2 separate regions of the Mus musculus genome follow, and region 2 is linked to region 1. A link is a contact called in public Hi-C data. All regions are on one chromosome and are shown on one strand. The core of a region is the stretch at or near the end of the contact, and the rest is flanking DNA. Distances in the headings are between cores, read along the strand shown.

The links. A called contact is a pair of places that touch in the nucleus more often than the background predicts.
Region 2: a Hi-C map of cortical neurons shows a contact between it and region 1, with 3 times the contacts expected there. The contact joins two enhancer-like sites. A contact is called at or near these places in 4 of 39 promoter capture datasets (frontonasal cranial neural crest, hippocampal neurons, liver and 1 more), 4 of 484 Hi-C or Micro-C datasets (cerebral cortex, cortical neurons and forebrain) and 2 of 115 datasets of contacts at active chromatin or transcription factors (embryonic forebrain and forebrain).

What each region holds. Positions count from the first base shown.
Region 1 is chr1:56,240,858-56,244,779 of GRCm38.p6, forward strand. No RefSeq gene overlaps it. Among named protein-coding and RNA genes, the nearest start is that of 1700003I22Rik, 220 kb to the left of the region's middle. Within about 2 kb of position 1,629, at least 5 of the 459 cell types and tissues checked have an H3K27ac peak or open chromatin away from gene starts, as enhancers often do. A contact at or near this core is called in cortical neurons, where this site is marked.
Region 2 is chr1:56,956,040-56,959,961 of GRCm38.p6, forward strand. The region is part of intron 2 of Satb2 (special AT-rich sequence binding protein 2); the gene reads right to left. Among named protein-coding and RNA genes, the nearest start is that of Satb2, 13 kb to the right of the region's middle. Within about 2 kb of position 2,127, at least 6 of the 459 cell types and tissues checked have an H3K27ac peak or open chromatin away from gene starts, as enhancers often do. A contact at or near this core is called in cortical neurons, where this site is marked.

The DNA of each region.
Region 1 (3,922 bases), core at 379-2,878:
CAATAATTTAGTCAAAGTTTAAATAGAAAGGGGAGATCAGCTTGTCATATAGAAAAATTTTCTGAAAGATGACAGGGAATAGAAATGAAAGAAATAGTGTTTAATGTTCATCTCCCTTCTCCTTATTTTTTAATTTTTCTCTGACTCATATTTGAATGCTTGTGAGGATATGTTTCATACCAATACAGTTTTTTTCTTTCTCTTGAAATAGATGTACAAATAACATCCAAGTACTACAAAAATGACACTGGTATGAATGGCAGAAATTACATTGTAAGAAAGTTCAAGCTAAGTAGGAGCTAGAGAATGTAAACTTCATTCCAAATGCAGATGGCAAAGAAGACTTTGATTGGGGAAACAGTTAATAAGAGCAGGTCATATTGTGATGGAGAGAGGAGCACAGTCTTGCTTGAGTCCACTAATTTCCTATCCGAGCAGCTAAAGGGTAGAAGTAGAGCATCTCTAATGATCTGTCTTCAAAGTAGTCAGCCCACATGGTTATGAATTCCCCATGCAAAGATAGAATGGAATTATAGAGTCAGCCCCTGCTCCTTCTCCCTCTATGTCTTCCTTCATCCTTCCTCTCTTCTTTCCTCCTTTCATGCTTCCTCTTCCCTCCTTCCTCCTTTCATGCTTCCTCTTCCCTCCTTCCTCCTTTCATGCTTCCTCTTCCCTCCTTCCTCCTTTCATGCTTCCTCTTCCCTCCTTCCTCCTTTCATGCTTCCTCTTCCCTCCTTCCTCCTTTCATGCTTCCTCTTCCCTCCTTCCTCCTTTCATACTTCCTCTTCCCTCCTTCCTCCTTTCATGCTTCCTCTTCCCTCCTTCCTCCTTTCATGCTTCCCTCCTCTCCTCTTCCCTCCTTCCTCCTTTCATGCTTCCCTCCTCTCCTCTTCCCTCCTTCCTCCTTTCATGCTTCCTCTTCCCTCCTTCCTCCTTTCATGCTTCCTCTTCCCTCCTTCCTCCTTTCATGCTTCCTCTTCCCTCCTTCCTCCTTTCATGCTTCCTCTTCCCTCCTTCCTCCTTTCATGCTTCCCTCCTCTCCTCTTCCCTCCTTCCTCCTTTCATGCTTCCCTCCTCTCCTCTTTCCTCCTTCCTCCTTTCATGCTTCCCTCCTCTCCTCTTTCCTCCTTCCTCCTTTCATGCTTCCCTCCTCTCCTCTTTCCTCCTTGTGATTCATCAAGAAATTTGGTTTTACAAAAATCTATGGAGATGGCTACAGGCAGAAGAACAAGCTGACTTAGAGATTTCATTAAAATCTGTGAAACTGGAAAAAAAAGGCTTTAAAGGATATGTTTGTCAATCACTCAGTAATTGAGAAGTAGGAAGTGCGGCTGTGGAGTATTATATATGCAGCCATTCAATTAACTCAGTTCCCTGAGTCCAAGAAAAACAGAGAATGAGACAAGTGAAAAAGTGCCATTTTGGATCATCTGGATAATTAATTTAGACTTCTAATTTGCAAACTACTCTAGTGATTGTGGCAATAAATGTCGTAGCTGTGTTCACCTACTGTGTGTCGGCCACCTTGCTGGTGTTCGACATATTGTTACCTAAGCAGTGCACATTGCGCCTCAGATCCAGTTTACAGATGAGTCAGTACTGCACTTATCCAACAGATCTTTATGGAATAACTACGGTGTGAGGGTTGCTGCTGAGTATTGAAGTCATGGTGATTATGCAAATGCATATAACCATGCTGTCCTGCTCAATCCCTCCCACACCCACTTCTAAGCGATGCCCAGGCATCTGGGCGGGTCAGTAACATGCCACTGCAGCCCAGTCTGGATGGCCAAAGCTGTTTTGCCTAACGTGCAAACAGCCTTACTACATAGTGGAATTATGAATGAAATAGGAAGATTAGAAAGAAACGCCAAGATAGATGTAAGCATGAGATAATTCTCAGTGTGTCTGAGGGGTGTAGCATAAAACATAGGACACAGTGTCTTTGCACTGTTTGGTCACATCTACACCATTCACCTTAATGATCACAACTAGGGTGTGTACACTGAAAGAAACAAGAGAGACTTCAGAGAAACTCACCTACACAGTACTGTCCATCCTCATTTCTTTCCAGCCTGCTGATGCAAAGCCTAATATGTACTGCGTCTATATGCTTGCGGAGTCATTCTGTTTAATTTTCAAACCCTATCTTCTCTTGGACAATTCATTCCTTTATGTTGAGGACCATACAGTTTTGGTGTATAAAGACAACAGCTTAGAATATGCAGCAAACAATACCCAAGAACAGGACAAAACTAATGATGCAGGATGTAAGAAACTGATTATGATGGGTACAAAGAGACTGGATTGGCAGAGGTGACTTACAGCCTGAATTTTATGGTGATCACAAGACAATACATTTGTTAAAAAAAGGTTAAAATGTATACTTAAATTTGTTAAACTTTGTACTATGTATAGTATTTCTGTCTATGATGCCGGCAGAGAGTTGTGTACTTGAGTTTTAATACTAGTTTAAAAAATGAAGTGATATTCTATTTCTAATTTGTTAAAAAATTATATATACATATATAATATAAATACATAGTTATGCACATGTATAATATATGTAGCATAGTGTATATGCACATACATACATACATATATAGCATCTAAACACATTTACATGTCTATATAATTTTAAACAAGTATAAAGTGGTAAAATCATTATATGTCTTCTATTATACTGGAAGCAGATTATGATTAATAATAATGTATTTTACATTCCAAAATAGCCAGAGAAGGACTTGTATATGTCTACATATGTCAATACATAAAACATTTCTGAATCTTAAAATTATATCTGAGGAATATAGCATACAATTGAAAGAGTGAAATATATAAAACCATAAGTTAATGGAACTTGAGAAAAAGATTAACCATTATATTTCATGTGAATTCTAATTCAATTTAAATTATTCTTCAAAATAATCAATACTTTTCTGCAGTGAGCAGAATTATTAACATATTCTTACTGAACTGGCCTCTAAAATAGGTCAACTGTTATCAGTTATTACTCATTAAAATATTAATACATCTTTAAGATAAGAGCTAATAATTAAGTGAGACTACAATATAAAGTTTGGGAATGCTTTAAGGGAAAGACCACAGTGTTATGTGCTATGAGAGATAAAAGCAGAAGGGTCAGTTTGCTTAAAGATGCAGGGTTATCTTCATTATTGTCTGTTTATTCCATAAAACTGAATTGTGTAGGAAAAGAAGGTTATAAGTCAGAGGTTCTGTTGGAACCAATTTAGTTTTGCTTTGGGGGCTTAGCAAACTTGGATGTTCTGATCTTGGATAGTGCTGGTAGCCCCTAAAGAGGCTGTTTCCTTCTATTACTAAGGTCCCCGAGACAAACAAGGCTCACTGATGAGATCCTGAAGCCGCAGGCATACGTGTCCTTATTGGATTTTATTAAAAACAAAAATGATTATCATGTTTATTTTAAAAGCATGTCTACATTTTCTATAAAGACCTAGGAATGAGCCTACTTTTGCCTGAGCACAGGCTGATGGTGTGGAGACCTGGGGTTCAGACTGTAACATTGCTGCTGGGAATGGGTCTCAGAAGCGAGTCATGGACTGTGAAACAGAGCAAGGTACTACTGTGTGAACTGACAAAGAAAAAGCAGTGTAGGGTAAAAACATTGACATGTTCAGTTAAAAATAATCCTTCAAAAGGCCAAAGTTAACAGTTAAAACTGTTTTTTTAATCTAGAAATTGGCAAAAGATTTATCTAAAATGTTTATATTTTTGCCACCCCATAAATCAAAATTAGTTTTCCATTAAAAAAGTTGGATCAGAGATGACAATCTTCTTGCCAATTTTTAGCTAAATGCAAATGGAAACATCTGAGATTTTAAACTGAAAACTGAAGTTTATAGATACATAGTAAAACTACTGCCTGCGAGTGTTATATTGT
Region 2 (3,922 bases), core at 877-3,376, 720 kb after region 1:
AAACACCAATCGCCAGGTTCAGGTTTGGGGAGGCAATTGGTCAGCAGGACCACGGCCTACATTGCAGCAAAACGCCTCCTTTCAATCTGGATATTACAGAAAAGCTCAAGCCCATGGCGTATTGCTGGAAGATAATTATTTCAAAACTGAACAATTAAAAGTTTAAAATTAAACAGTTGTTGAAGTATGCCCATCAAAAGAGTCAATGATGTATTAAAAGTGATTATAGCAAATTTCAATAGTATCCGGATTCTTGTCTCCTGACAAAGAGCAATTTGATTCTGCAAGTTTCTGACAGGGTAGATTTTAAGCCGTGTTCATGTTTACAAGGATGCATACACATTTGTCTCAGCCCCTTCTCAATACTCTGTCTACAGCAACTGTTCACTAGAGTCCCACCCCTCAAAAGAAGGGGGTCATAAAAACTGTCCCTATACTATTTGCTTCATTATCTCAGGTTTTGAGCTCTGCCTAAATATTACTTTATCTAATTCAAACAATTTTTTTAAAAAAATATTTTTTGATTAATTCCTCCAGTGTAGTGTTAGAGCAAGGTTAACTGTGTTGAGGTTTTTCAAGCTAGGAATTAATACAGGAATCAAGTGCTCAATAAGGTAGGACTACCTGTATTTCTAGTGGGAATATTTCATAGCACAAGCATGTTTCCTTTGGGGAGTTTAACTCAAAAAAAATTATTAAAAATTGAGATCAAACACTGGTGCAAAGCCTCAAAGGAAATCATGTGAGAGTGGAAAGATTTTTATCGAATGAAAACCGAAAAGTAAAGTTTTTATATTAAAAAAAAAAAAAGGTTTCTCCCTCATAAAAGAAAATACTATGTTTAGGGTTTAAACAGTAAAACATTTATGGATATCTAACAGAAATGTAAAGAAGTGATCACTGAATGAACGGGTGCAGATTCCACACAGCTGCATCTCAGTGGATAGGCAACCAGCATCCCTGTTCCCAAACCCTCACTCTCATATCCATCAAATGCCTGTGGACAGGGAAAGGGAGCAAGTCCCAGAGAGCTCTGACATGGGGAGGGTGGAAAGGGGGGAAAGAGGGAGACCAGAGACTACAAAAACTCAGCATCATAGTGGGCATCTGATAGCTCCCTCCAGGGACAATGAGATCTCTGGCTTACAATATGGAGGTCATTATTACTGTGACTGAGACGAAGTTAATAAACACAGACCAGGGAAACAGGGTCTGATAAAATACTTCCCTGACACAATCTTTTAACTATATACACACCAGTGTAATTTATAGCAATTACTTAATAAAAATAGAATACTATTATTTCTCTCTGTGATTCTAAGACATTCTCTTTATACTCTACATATTTCTAAAAGGAAACATTAAATTTGATTATTTTTAAAACTAGGCAACTGTGTGAAAGTCACCACCTATGAAACCCACTGAAAATCTTGTTGCTTTGTTTTTCTGAGATATGTTTCTCACCCTCTAACCCTGGATGCCCTGGTATTTACTAGGTAGACCAGGCTAGTCCCCCAGTGCTCCTCCCTGAAAAAGAAAAACCTTAAGTAATCTTCCTGCCTCTGCCTTCCAAGTTCTAGGATTACAGCATAAGCTACCACATCCAGCTAGAAAATACTATTTTCACCCTTACTATGGTCAATCAAAGGCTGCCACTCAATCAAAAGAGGAATGTGATTTCTTTTGTTTTAACCGAAATATATCTAAAGTCTAAGATGATATGTTTCCTGGATTAAAAAGTAAGATGTCCTTGCCCTAAACAAAATAATGAAATTCTATTTCCCTCCAAGCAAAGAATGTTAAACTGGGGATAATTCCAGATATGTACACCTCAAAAAGATTTCACTTCCCCTAGACTACTAGATTTATAAATTCTTTCTTTTCTGAAGTCAACCCTAAACCTCACGCTGAAGTATTTTAGCAAGCCACACCTTGAGGCTATGGTTTCCAAAGAATTCTAATCTCACAAGAATAACACAAAATAGCCAACAGGCAAGGCCAGGATTAAGGAAAGAAGGATTTCCTGTGGGGTTGGCTTATAAGCATCGGTGCAGGCTTGTGGGCACACTGAAGCAGAGCCTGGGGAAGAGCACGCAGTCTGTCTCTGGACCGCGCGGCTGCCAAACCTGGATGATGAGCGAGAATTGCTCATACCAGCTCCTGTGAGTGCTAGCTCCTCTCTCTGGTTAAGAGAAGGACAGACAGACAGGTCTATTTTCAAGCCCAAGCCTGTGTTTATTCTACATAAGGCTGCCTGTGAGGAAGGGGGCTTTCCTAAGTGGTGCTATCAGAGAACCAGAGAGCATAGTCTCAGAGGCCTCCCTTCATGGAAAGGAATTGTCTCTCTCAACCTTGCTTTCAAGCTATACATCAATCTTCAATATAATTATGTTTGACAGAATAGAAGCTCTTGGCAGTTAACTTGTTTACAATAAATGCTTAGTTTGGGAACATGGACTGTATTTCAGTCTTACAAATATCAAACACAAACCTACAACGGGCCCATTATGGGGCTGAGAATTATTTTGCTATAAATCTTTTTATTGGAGGGCCAAGGGATTTACTTTGCAGCTTGTTTTCCACTAAGCACGGGAACAGCATGAAGAGAGGGGCATTGGTATCCTGACCCTGTTCTAATTGGAATCCCATACATCTCTATCAGACAGTTCACAGTCACCCTGAACATTCAGGTTGACTCTGGCTTCCCATGGTGGCAAAATGTCAACACAAACGGTCTCACTCTAGGTGAGACCCCGTCATTCTTCTTCTCTCCCAAATCTCTTGGGAACTAATGATCACTGGCAGACTTTCAATAGTAAGCTCCCATTTGGGGTGGGAGGTATAAGTTAACCATAAAAATGTGCTTAAGGCACAAACTTGCTGGATGAATGAGCTCATAAACGGAGTTAGTTGTGCTGAAAATTACCTAGACATTCATTTGAGAGGGGCAGGAAAAAAATCAGAATCACCTTATTTACTTTTGAAAAGTGACTTCACCTGGTCTTCAACATGGAATAACTCCCATCTCGAGGACAACCTGTTCTCCTCAGGCTCCCTCAACAAAGGGCTCCTGATACCAATACCGCCAGATCCAAAAGACAGAACCTTGTCTGAAGATGCCTTTTGACCTGAGGAGGCCAGCTGTCCAACACAGCCGACTCAGCCCACCTCTGTCTCCAGAGGGACTGCTCTGCCATGGACCACACAGCCACTGACACTCTGGGAACTTGCTAGTTTTCCTACCAAGATAACCTACATCCTTCCCTTTCCATTTCTATGTGATCAGATGCCTGTAACAACCCAATCCTAACACAGTATCAACAAGCGACAGAAAAGACCATCGCAGAACAACTGAGTGGAAGTATGTTTTCCAAGATAAGGTTGGGAAGCCCAGTTGTTTCAGACAGAGAATCGATTTTCCTTTCTTTCAGTCAGTGTTAAAATAGCAGGTAACACAAATAAAACAAAATGTCTTAACTCTCAGCATCTAAAACAGTAGCCACTAATTCATGGGTTTCGTGTTGAGAAGAAGAGAAGGAAAATACTTTCTTTGCGTTATTGACTCCGCGTCCCTTTTCTATTCTTTTTTACAATGTGAACTAATGGAAAAATTGCTTAATTCACCTAAAATAATCATTCTGTTTTTAAAATTAAAGATACACTCTTAAAACCTTGACTACTTAATTGCTTTTTGCTCAGGAGAAAAGGGGGGAAACTCAGAGAAGGTGGTTGCGTGAAAGAAATACCACTTTTTACTGTACAACAAAAATTCCCTCTGAGGCAAAGAGACAAGATGCCAAGTTCCACCCAGAATTAATGTTTAGGCTCAAACTGTAAAGCCCAGAAAAAACAGAACCACTAATAGATCCTTAAAGCTCAGCCCTGTTAGGTTATGTGAATATGAAGGTAAAAGAACCTTTGC